2 separate regions of the Gossypium hirsutum genome follow, and region 1 is linked to region 2. The links are chromatin contacts, called in public Hi-C maps. All regions are on one chromosome and are shown on one strand. Each heading gives the region's core, a stretch centred on a gene start, on an enhancer-like site or on the middle of the called end of the contact. The rest is flanking DNA. Distances are from core to core; before and after follow the strand shown.

Region 1 (6,650 bases), core at 2,012-4,511, 170 kb after region 2:
AAATAGAAATGTCTGCCATCTAATCTCCATAATTTAATTTTACTGTTTATTTTAAATTATTTAGATAATTGTTTTTAAAGTCGTAATTTTTTTTTTTGGTGATTTGGATAAAATTGCCCAGCTTTTACACTCGTTTGCTAACCATATCTATAATCTATAAATATATACAGAAAGAAGAAACATAGCAATACTGTACAAGTCTCTGTTCCAAATGATGACACGTTAGCAGCTTTCTTTTTCTGAGTTGGAGTTGGGAGGGAAAAAAGAGAAATAAATGTATAATTACATGTCAATCCTCGTGCGTAGTATAAAAAAAGTAAAAGAGAAGATCTTAGGAAAATGTACGTCACTGCAATTGTGAAAGATGGGAGAAATGGTTCAAATCAGTAGATGGAACTTTACATACCTGGAACAAGAGACAGAATGAAAATAAATATTTAATTTATTTTAAAATGGCACGTGTCATATTCTGATTTGCTTTGAAATTTTTTTACCATGGATAGGTGAGAAATTATAAAAAATATTTAATTTCATTTAATCTTAAAATTAAAATTTTTTATTTAAATAAAAATATCATGTGTCACACATTTCTTTGATATTTTGATATTTGAGGGTAACCTTTGAAGAATCAAAGTTTAAATACCACTTTACACTTAAGTTGAAAAAGTATCATAGGAGCCCATTTTTCATTTAAGTTTTCATTTAAGCAAATTATACAATGAAATAAATTTTAAAAAAATGTTAATTATGAATATAAATAATTTTTAAATATATATTTATAATAAATAAAAACATTAATAATAAATCAATATCCAAATTTTAAATTTAATGCTTGCATAAAATATCTTTTAATATAATATATTAATTTAATAATACAACAATTCAATTATACTACATACAAAAAATAAACAGTTCAATTATAGTAAATTAATTTATAAGTTCCACACATTACTAAACCTGGTACCACTAATAATATTATTAATAAATTAATTTAAAATCATATTAGTAAAATTAAAGTCAAGAAATTTTAAATTTATGAAAATTTGAATCCAAATCAATTTAAACTCGAAATAATTCTAGCTCGAAACCATCTAAATACAAAGAGAGTTGAATCTAAAGCTGCCAAATCCAGTCGTTTATCACTTCTATACATTAATATAAGTATGCATTAGAATTTATACAAGGTTTAGTATATATTTTGCTTGCTAAATTAAATATGTTTGATATCTAAATTGTTTTTTTAGATACTTTTCATGCCTTTATATAGTGTTGTTAAATTCTAACGGTGCGACATTGAAAATCATATGTGACAAAGCACTAAAAAAAATAAATTTATTTTACATTAAAAATGAATCTAGACATAATCTATATGCATCATATACTTAATTTTTTTAAAAAATTTATATAATTTTTAATTGTTATAAAAAACATCATCTTTTTATAATATTATTTTGAAATGAAAAATAAAATAAAATATTTAAAATAAATATATAAAAATTATAAAAATTATTTCACAACCAAAATGAATATGAACAATAAGAAGTTTCAAGGGCGAAGCCAGAACAAATTGTTGGGGGGCTGGATAAAATTTTAATTTTTTATAATTTATATCTTTATAATTTGTAAAGGATTAAATCGAATTTTTATAATTTTAGGGGGTCAAAGTGCAATTTTACCTTTACTAATTTAAAATTTTTTTAAAAATTTTAAGGGTCAAAAGAACAAATTTACATTTTAGGGGAGATCGGGGCCATGCCAGCCCCCTAGCTTCGCCCCTGAGAAGTTTAGATTCAAATGCTCCTGAATATCATTTTGTCCGATATTATTCCAGACATGTTTTTAGTAATTTCATAACTTTAACTTGTTACTATTTATATATTACTATGTTATGATTTTTTAATTCATTGAGGTTTTATAATGTATTGATTTGTTAGTATTTGATTCTATATATTTCGATTTTCATATAATCAATTTTTTATAAAGATAAAATGAATAAAATTTCTAAAAAAATAAATTTAGAATGAATCCGGACAAAGTGACATTCAAATTCATATTTGGATATTCGTTTGTCCATGATCATTATGGACACGAGATAATATTTTAATAAATTTTAATTTCAAAATATAATAATATAAAAGTTGATATTTTATAAAAAAATTTAAAATATATAAAATTAAGTTTAGAATGGACCTAAATAAATAAATAAATATATATATATTCAAGGTTCGAAGCTACATTCTCTCTTTATCATTGCACCCAACTACTTATTAATTATATATATACTTTTATAAAAATTTATTTTTTATTTGATATATTTTAATTACAAAATAATAATATAAAATTTGATATATTTTGAAAAATAAAAACTATATAAAATTATTAAAAAGTAAGACAAATACCTACCAAGTTCACTCTTAATGTAAAATAATTTTTATAATTTTTAATTTTTTATAATAACTTGCGATGTGTTAAGATACGAAGCTGCCACATATTTTTTTATTGTTTAAAAATGTCCTGTCATAAAATTTAAGGGGTCAAATTATTAAATTACATAAATTTATATCAGTATACACTATGCAAATACGATTGTAACAAATTTGAACTGCGTAAAACTTGATTTGATTCGAAAAAATTATTTTTTTTAATTTTAAGTTAATTAAATTGAGTTATTCGAATAATTAGAGTCAACTCGAATAACTCAATTCGAGTTTTAGTCGAGTTAAATTTCACAATTCGAATAACTTAAATAATTCAAATAATAGATTGGTATAAATACATTTTTAGTCCCTGTCAACTTTAAAAATAAGTAAATTGGTCTCTCTTAACAAAAATTACAAAAAAATTCAAAATAATTTTCAAAAATTCAAAATATATATTTAAAAAAATATATAAAACTTCTAAAAAATATATAAAAAAGTTGCCCTTTTAAAAATTTTCTAAAATAATAAATTTTTAACTTAATTATTAATTCAAATTTATCATATTAAAATATTTTATTTTTTATTATTTTACTTTAAAATTTTTTAAATATATATAATTTCAAATTAATGTACTATAATATCAAATTAGTTATACTAAACAATATTAAATTAAGACAATAAAATAAAATTCATTAACTCCAAACTCCATTAACTCAAAATTTTTTTACTCAATTTCATCCAACACTCTACCAAAAATCAAAAGTTATAGGGCAGCAACTGGAGGTTCGAATTATTCTCCTACTGTATATATGATTGCTGTAATTAAATCCTCAGTTGTTTTCGGGGTATTTGCCAAAGCCCCCTTCCTTCCTTTCAATCCAACTACCTTCACCATCTCCGTAGTCAGTCCCACTCATACACTCTCTCTGACTATATATTTAATTATTTATCCATGTCTAATGTCTATACATTGAAAGACAGGCTTCTCTTTTTTTTTACTTTTAGCTTTATTAGTCTTAAAAAAAGGTATCCTGGTACGTCCCCGAGGCTGCGCCATCAGTTCAGAGCCAAGAACAAAGCATAAAGCGAGAGAGAGAGAGAGAGAGAGAGAGAGAGGGAGAAGGAGAGGCTAATGCTAAGGTAAGGCCAAAGCCATGTTTTTTTAAAAGCAATCCACAGAGAGAGAAAGAGATAGGGGGGGGGGGTTACAAAGGCTTTTACACGTGATAAAGAAAACACCAAAAGCACTTTGCATGCGTGTATAAAGATTCATCATCATCATCATCTCTCTTTCACTCCCCCCCTTCCCTACTTTTTTTTTAAAATTTTTTTCTTTGCTCTTATTTTTCTCCCTTGTCTCTCCATCATTCCTAGAAAAAAACCATCTTTTATCTCCTTTTCTGCTTTCTCTTTCAATCTGTCTTTCACCTTCCTTGGCTTCAACCCATCTTTTCTAACCTCTTCCTCTTTCTCTTCTTTGTTTTGCCTTCAAAGTTAAGTGCTTTGCATATTGGTTTCCACTTGGTTGGTGAGTTTTCGAATATATACTAGTAACATTTATGATTCCATTTAATGGGTTCATTTTACTATTAAGCATTAAATTTTTTGTGTTTTCATTTTCTGGAATATCCACGAGATAGTGATTTCTTTGCCCTTTTCAATGTTTATTCCCTCTCTTTGTATCCATGTTCTTGTTTTTTTGTTTTTTTCTAGATGGCTTTTATTCTTTCTATGTACCTTACGGTTTCAAATTATGTTGTTTACATTGAAATAAATAAAATAAATGAACTTTCTTCAATGCTGTTCCTATGTTTTTATCTGATTGGGCTTATATTCATTCATTTCTAATCTGATTTTTTTTTCCTAATAAAGTTTTCAGTTTTTGGTAGGGACAAGCTTTAGGGGAATAGATTTTTGTCTTGTGGGTAGTTCTATTTGTTTTTGTTTTGGGCTGCTATTAAATTATTATTATTAAATGGTCATTGGTTTCACAATAGAGGTTTCTCAAGAAGGTTTGATTTTGGAGTTGATATTCAGTTTTGTCTTTGCTTACCAATTTTTTAAGTTGCAGTCTTGCAGGTTTGGGGCTTTGTGCCTTTGGTTCTCTCTACTTTGCTTAGTCTTTTTTTTTAGCAATATTTCAGAAGCAAAAATTGGAACAATTGTGGTTTTAATTCACGCATAGGTTTGCAGAATGGTTTTTATAGTTCTATTTCTCCAAGTCTATATATTTTTTTGAGTTCTAAATTTAGGAGTCTGTAGTTTTAGGGAGTTAAATGCTGAAAAAAAAGGTGAAAGATTTGGGGTTCTAGTGTTGCAAAAGAACGGTAAAGCTTGCCAGGAGCAAAAACGTCTGGAGTTTGTGCCCTTGTCCTTTTAGTTTTTACTCTTAATTTGTTCTTTAAAATACTTATGTTCAATACATTTTGACATATATTTTGGTATATGTTCAGACATGACATGATGTTAAGATATAGTCCTTAAAATAATAATATTCTGATACATTTTTACATGGGACATTCACGCAAGTGTGTTTAACATAGATCAACATTTGTATTTTACCCTTCTGAAGATGTTTTTCCACTGACATACATTTTCCTTATTTGTTTATATTTTCAGGCAGAAAGTGTAATTATTACTTGTAGGTTAGGGAAAGTAGTACAAGAATAGAAGAGAAACCAGTACTTTATGCGTGTGCCGATCCCTGAAAGAAATTCAGACTTTGTTTCTCTTTTGTACAAGCCTTTTGTTCTTGTCTTGCATCAGTTTCGCCGAGTAAGTTCAGAGAAAGCTTACCAGTATGCCTATAAGGCAAATGAAAGATAACTCAGAGCAACACCTTGTGATAAAGAATCACTTGCAAAACACTATGAACCCGATTCAAAGAACGCCAAAGACTGCACAAAATGGAAAAGGTCCAGCAGCAGGTCATGAACCACACAACACAAAACAATCCCGTAACCACACCTCACCTCCAACGAAGAACAAAGGAAGAAGAAGAGGAAGAGGTGGTAGAAAATCTGATCAAGGCGATGTTTGTATGAGACCGAGTTCGAGGCACTGCACGGTAGCACAGAAGCCAGTGAATCCTGGTTCTGCTGATATTTTGGCTGCTACTTCAAATGGGTCTATTCAGAATGATCATAATTTGCCTGGAATGGAAATGGGGTTTCCTACTTCAAGCAAGTCTTTGAATTTTGCATCTAGGCCTGGTTTTGGTCAAGTTGGAACCAAGTGTATTGTAAAGGCTAACCATTTCTTTGCTGAGTTACCAGACAAGGACTTAAACCAGTATGATGTAAGCTCATTTTTGTTCTTGTTTTGCCTCTTTTTTTATTTACATTATCATTGGTTCATTTTTTTCATGTATGGTTACTACTTTAGTTATTTAGTTTGTAATTATATAATTTGTTCATGTTCTTTTATTTTATTGGTATGTATGGTATTTAAACTCTGTTCTCGTTGCTGTTTACCTCTTGCAAACCTGTATTCTGCTTCATTGCAGGTTACTATAACTCCTGAAGTGACATCCCGAACGATGAACAGAGCTATAATGGCAGAGCTTGTGAAATTGTACAAAGAATCAGAGCTAGGAATGAGATTACCTGCTTATGATGGCCGAAAGAGTCTGTACACAGCTGGTGAATTTCCATTTTCGTGGAAGGAGTTTAGTGTCAAGCTTGTAGATGAAGACGATGGCATCAATGGCCCCAAGTGAGTAGATATTGTCTTTCGTGGATTTTCTACTTCCTTTTGTTGTGCAATTTGTGTTTTATTTTCTCCACCAAAGTTCATGAAATTAAATAATATGAGATTAAATTATTTCACCATTTCCGTATCTATTTCCTTATTATTATTATTCTATCAATTTACTGAAAGAACTAAAGTAGTATACAGTATGCATTACCTCCTTTTGAGTTGATCTCCTATGACATATATGATTTTACAGGAGAGAAAGAGAATATAAAGTGGTAGTTAAGTTTGTTGCACGAGCAAACATGCATCATTTAGGCCAATTTCTAGCTGGTAAGCGCGCTGATGCTCCACAAGAAGCACTGCAGATACTTGACATTGTGTTACGAGAGTTATCAACAAAGAGGTACAAGTCGGAAAAGTGTTTGTGTTTAACATAGAATGATTCTAGCTATGATAATTTTTCTTCTGTGGATCTCACTCTGCTGATTCTTGGAAGGTATTGTCCTATTGGGAGATCCTTCTTTTCACCTGATA
Region 2 (6,346 bases), core at 870-3,369:
CAAAGTCTTTCGAAACCAAAAAAGAAGAATAAGAATAGGGAAAACAAGGTAAAAAAGAATATATTCAAAAAGTAAAATAAAAAGAAGACAAAATATGGAGGAAAAAATTCGAGAGGCAATCCAAGATTTATGCAAAATTCCTTTTAAGAAAACGAATCGACTAAAATTTATTTCCCCAAAATTAATCCCCCAATAACCTTTTTAACTTTGTACTCCACTGTCACAAAATAAAGCTTACTTAGTAAGTTTTCAATTAAAACTTACATAACAAGCCCCCAATTGCATGATTCACACATGTAAGTTTGTCTTAGAAGTGTCACTTTATAACTCTTCTTTGAGAAAATGGGGGACAAATTGTTATAGGATACTTCACAACTTGAAATCTGACCCGTCCTCACAACCCGAAATCTGACCCTCCTCAAGAGGTAGAACACCCCATCACTTCTTGCCACCTCATGATATGGAGTACAAGAGAGATGAGCGAGCTTGACCTGGAATCTGATCCTTCTCGCGAGGTGGAACACCCCACCGCTTCTTGCCACCTTACAAGATGGAGTAGAAGTAAAGTGAGCCACGAGACTGATCGCCCTATCGTATCTCACACCCCATCGATATGGCAACCTTGCGAGGTGATCCCATCGCATCTCTCCACCTCATGAGATGAAGCATAAGGGGGGGCATGCAGGTACTTCTCCTTTCTATGATAATACCTGAGTGTGAATTCTACCAAAGAGACATGTCTAAGGGTACGTGTCAAGTCTAATTACATCTTTTGTTAATTTTGCCTTTATTTTTTTAGTTAAATTTGACCCTCGATTTTTTAAAAAAAGTTAAATTTTACTATCAACCTTAAAAAATAGTTGAAGTGCTTTTTCTTTAATAGTTTTGACATTTTTATAATATTTTTTTGAACTTCAAATTTTTACTTTTTTTAATATTTTTATAAATGTTAATTTTTTTTGTTGATGTGGCATATAAGATAAATAGTATCATGTCAATATGAAGTATATGTAGATTACAACGTAAGTTGCCACACCAACATCATTAAAAAATTAATAAAATTAATATTTTAGTCAACATTTTCGTTAAAAAGTGATTTAACTTTTTTTGTAAACTAATAATCAAATTTAACTATAAAAATAAAAAAAATAATTGACAATATATATAAATATTGAAGGCAAATTTTATCATTATACTTGTTAAAAACTAACCAAAAGCATTGCACAAAATATGCGTATAAGCATCAACCATCAAAAGAGAGAAAAGGGAGGCACATTACAAATGTACAAAAGGTCAAGTTGAGAATTAGCATCCATAAAATTAAAATTAAAACTACTTTTTGAGTAGGCAAGAGTATCCATATATCTATTCTTCTTATCCAAGAAGTGTTTTAAGTGCTTTTTCATTCAATTTTGAGAGAAGCATCCTGCAATAAAAGTGAAGAGAAAATAACATATTATGCGGTGAAACATTAAGGCTAATGGCAACACTAGCATCATGGTTTTTTAAAGGTATAATGTCAAATTTAGTTTTTAATATTTATATTTTTTTTAGTTTAATTTTTATCTTTTTTTAATTAAATTTAATTTTTAATTTTTTAAAAAAGAATCAAATTATTTTTTAAACCGAAATGTTAATTAAAATATTGATTTTTTTAGACCACCTACTCTTTTCTGCTAACATGATATTATATCTTGTATGTCATGATAAATAAATTTAAAAAATATATAAAAATTAAATATATTTAAAATTCAACAAATATATAAAAAATTTATAAATTTTTTAAAAAAAGTATGAAGTATACGTTGATAGCTCCATGTTTAAAATTTTAATTAATATTTTTTATTAAAAAATAATTTAACTTCCTTTTTGAAAAGTAAATGATGAAATTCAATATTTTTTAAAATGATAAAAGACCATATATGAGTAAATTAACATGATGAATTTTGTAAATTCAAACTCATGGCAAGTTGAAGACGTTCAACCGTCTCTACGTGATGAATATGTCGGTAAAACCCTTGGTAAAATGATTAGTGCTGAAGTAACCGCCCCCAATAGGTGAGAATAATGAGAAGAACCCGTGAATATATTAACCCTTGAAACGAGGACCACATAAAGGCCGAGCAAGCTCTCTGGTCCATGAGTAATAAGCAATCAGTGTATCACACACCACCACAACGTGTGGTTCCAGTTCAATGCCGAAATGGGCAGCTTTTAGTCCTTCAATCTTTGTGGCATTTCATTTCTGCAGTATGGATTTTCTTTATTTGTTTGCAATGCTTTTGTTTAGATGAAATTCTGTTTGAGTTTCCTTTGGTGAATGATCAGACTTAGAGAGAGAGCAGAGTAATTTGGGTCAAGTGTTTCTGGGTTTTCACAACCATGGCTTCTTCAATGCTTAGTGGAGCAGCCCCAACAGGGGTAGGATTTGCGAGGTCCAATTTTCATTTTAGGAGCTTGCCCCAGAAGAGTTTATTTTCTTATACAAAGAATCAGAAGACTAGAATGGTGGTAACAACCAGATGCAGTATATCATCCTCAAGGCCGGCTTCTCAGCCTAGGTTCATACAACACAAGAAAGAAGCGTTTTGGTTTTACAGGTTTTTATCAATAGTGTATGATCATATCATAAACCCTGGTCATTGGACTGAGGATATGCGGGATGAGGCGCTTGAGCCTGCTGATCTTTATTCTAGGAATATGGTAGTAGTCGATGTTGGCGGCGGAACTGGGTTCACTACACTTGGTATAGTGAAGCATGTGGATGCTAAGAATGTCACAATTCTTGATCAGTCCCCTCACCAGCTAGCTAAGGCCAAGCAGAAGGAGCCTTTGAAAGAATGTCAGATTATTGAAGGTGATGCGGAGGACCTACCATTCCCTACTGATTATGCCGACCGATATGTGTCTGCAGGGAGGTAATATCTCCATTTACCTTCCTTAATGCATAATTTTGCCATGATCTTTTTTTTTCAGTTATGCATAATCATTTTTACGAGTGTAAGCAAATTTACGGGAATTGCTAAATTTGGTGGCAAATTTCATAAAGTCAAAATAGACAAATTAATCTCAGTACATTAGATGAAAGAGTAAATTAGTTATTTTTGTTAAAAAGTTTATCTTTTTTATTATTAAAAATTGGTATGGCTTACAGAATAATCAAATAGTGATGCTTAGTGTGTGACGTGTATCTCATGCTCATGTATAAGGACCATTTTTTTAATAGTAGAAATTGATGAAATTTGTAACAGAAAGATTAGTTTGCTCTTTAATTTAACGTATAGGGATTAATTTGTTAATTTTTTAAATAGAAGGGCCAAAACGCAATTTAACTCTTAATGCAGAGGCCTCCATAATAGTTTTACCTAAATTTGGTTCCATTCATAACACTCTTTTTGGTATGCTTTGAATGGAAAATCAAGTACTTAGGCAATATGGCTGTTGTATAAGATGCGTTACATAAAAGTATGCCATTCTATGCTGGTATTAAGCTTTCTATGCGGATAGTCTAAGTTGTTTATAAAGCTTATCTGTGATATTATTATGTGTTACGTTTATGATGTTCAGTATTGAGTACTGGCCAGACCCACAGCGGGGGATTAAGGAAGCTTACAGGGTACTGAAAATAGGAGGGAAAGCCTGTCTTATAGGTCCTGTACACCCAACATTCTGGTTATCACGGTTTTTTGCGGATGTATGGATGCTCTTTCCGAAAGAGGAAGAATATATTGAATGGTTTAAAAAAGCTGGTTTCAAAGATGTAAAGCTGAAAAGGATTGGTCCAAAATGGTACCGTGGTGTCCGAAGACATGGCTTGATCATGGGTTGCTCTGTCACTGGAGTGAAGCCCTTCGGCGGAGACTCTCCACTGAAGGTAGCTTACTTTCATCTATAAGAACATAAAGTTGGCTGGGTCTTTTGGGTCCTTAGTACTAATGACATATAAATGTTGTTGCAGATGGGTCCGAAGGCAGAAGATGTTCAGAAACCTGTTCATCCTTTGGTGTTCCTTTCACGATTTATTCTTGGGACATTAGCAGCAGCATACTTTGTACTAGTTCCAATTTACATGTGGCTCAAAGATCAAATTGTTCCCAAGGGTCAGCCTATTTGAAAATCAGAGAACTGTAAAATAGTGATCAAATTCTTCTTCTTTACCTCTTTGGTGATTTGCTTTATTTGACTGCTTATGTGTTTTTGCTTCTCTTTCCAAGATTTTGTAACTTGGCCTTGCTAAATGTGAAAGTGGTGAATAAGTTTATACACTACCTTTACCCTTTAGCTGCCTTTGGGCCCAATCATAACACAATGTTATTCTCCTTCTTCCTTTGGTTCTGCATTTGTTACATTCTTAATTATATTTTGCATGACACAATTGTACTTTTAAGTCACAAACTTGATTTTGTTCAAAGATTTTATACTGAACAATCATACTGTTTAAGTTTGATTGTAAATAAAGATAAGTGATTTAGATCACATCTTTTTCAAACTCAAAACTAATGCCAAATTCTTGGTTTTTGAATAAAAACTGCTTTAAAAAATGTTTTTAAAAACAAATTAATAGTAAATAATATTTTAATATGCATCATATTAATTATTAATTGTTATTAACTTTGTGTGGAATTAGGATTAGAATATTTTAATTATTAATTTGTTCTAAGAATTCTAAACACCTACCTCTTCATTGTAAATTCTACCCACCTTCTCCACTTTTTCACAACACCTTAACCAAACCACACCAACATCCACTATCACCACACCAACAGCCCCAACGAGCGCCAATTGCTGCTACCAGCTCCAGCTCGTGTGCACCAACAGTCCAGCAGCTGTTCCCTATCGCCGCACCTACCCGCACGTCCAGTTTCAAAGTTGTCATGCACCAACCTGCTACTCCCTCGCACCTGCTCGCGCAGCAGCTTGTTGCTCACACACGCACTTGCCCGGTCGCACCATGCTGCTACTATTTGCTGTCGATCCAACGCACCTATTCACACCAAGGTCGCACGCTGCTGCGGTTCTTTGTAACTAGCTCATGCACACCTTTGCTAGCCGCACACCGCTGTCACTTATGCACCATAATTCCATCTTATTTTGACACCAACCGATCACCCTTCCAACCAACCCTCAATTAAAATATTTTTCTTCTAATTTTATTTATTATGTTCTTTAATACAAAGGCGGTTAATCATGCCTCACAAAAGAACTCGTGCCTCTATCCAAATTGACGAATCACAAAACAAATTCCACTATGAAGAAGTCAAAGCAAGATATGATAGCGTTTTCAAGAATCAACAAATGCACCTTGAAAAAGGCTTTACACTGAAAGAAAGAAACTATATCGATTTCATGGCACGCATTTGACAATTTGCTGAAGCTCTTAATTGGGATTTGTTTTGTGAGAAAAAACCTAGTGCAGATGAAGAATTAGTTCATGAATTTTATGTGAATTTGAACTTAAACGAATTAATGGAAGTTTCTGTCCAAAGAATAAAGGTACCAATAAGCTCAAACGCTATTAATGAATTCTTAGAATTACCTGATTTTGAAGACGATGAATATTCTTCCTTGATGAGAAATATTGAGGCTAAAAAACTGTAAGAAATTCTCGAGGAACTTACAGTTCAAGTTCTAAGCAGACTGTGTCAAAGAATAGAATAGAACTCACAGTTGTCGCAGAGAATATTTGACACCAGTAGCGAAGGTATGGTTCTATTTCATTCAATTCAGCCTTATGTCTATTTCACATGGGACTACGATTTCATTAGAGCGAATGGTCTTGTTAAACTTGATTTTAAACGCAAAGATCATTGATGTGGGAAAAATCATTCTGAGAGAAATGCAGAATTGTGCAACTACACATTCTAGCCTAACTTATTTCCCCTTTATGATAACAATTTTGTGCTTGAAAGCTAAAATTCTTAAAAATGTAAAGAAGACAGATTATAGCCAAGGCACAATCACAAATTGGGACCTCTACCGAATAGTCGAAGATTTTTTTCTGTAGCAACGAGTTGAAGAATGTAAGGATCCCGAAGAAGAAGAAGAAGATCCCACAGAGATCGAACCAATGCAGTCAGTTGAAATCCCTAATAAGGCAGAACCATAACCAAACCTGATGTGGCAACATCAACATTTAGAGCTCAATTGCCTCGCCCAAATCTTCGAGATGAGCTGTCAAAATTGATGGACATAATGCAACATATGCAGTGGCAGCAACAAACATACTAGAGATTTTCAAAAATACAGGATGACTCAATGAGAAGTGCTCTTACGAAAATATTCAATGACCCGTTTATTTTTCCGCCTGAGTTTCTGTGACACCCCTAATCTGACCCTAGTTGAAAAG

The links. A called contact is a pair of places that touch in the nucleus more often than the background predicts.
Region 1: a Hi-C map of leaf shows a contact between it and region 2, with 2.3 times the contacts expected there. The contact joins the promoter of LOC107952160 here to the promoter of LOC107897057 in region 2. A contact is called at or near these places in 7 of 34 Hi-C or Micro-C datasets (callus, leaf and petal).

What each region holds. Positions count from the first base shown.
Region 1 is chrA10:55,380,422-55,387,071 of Gossypium_hirsutum_v2.1, forward strand. It overlaps LOC107952160 (protein argonaute 10), which reads left to right and starts at 3,262. Exons shown (of 22, transcript XM_016887441.2): 1 at 3,262-3,560; 2 at 5,040-5,718; 3 at 5,926-6,134; 4 at 6,370-6,519; 5 at 6,613-6,650. The coding sequence starts at 5,221.
Region 2 is chrA10:55,210,168-55,216,513 of Gossypium_hirsutum_v2.1, forward strand. It overlaps LOC107897057 (2-methyl-6-phytyl-1,4-hydroquinone methyltransferase, chloroplastic), which reads left to right and starts at 2,120. Exons shown (of 3, transcript XM_016822395.2): 1 at 2,120-2,918; 2 at 3,568-3,874; 3 at 3,959-4,339. The coding sequence starts at 2,383. The coding sequence ends at 4,114.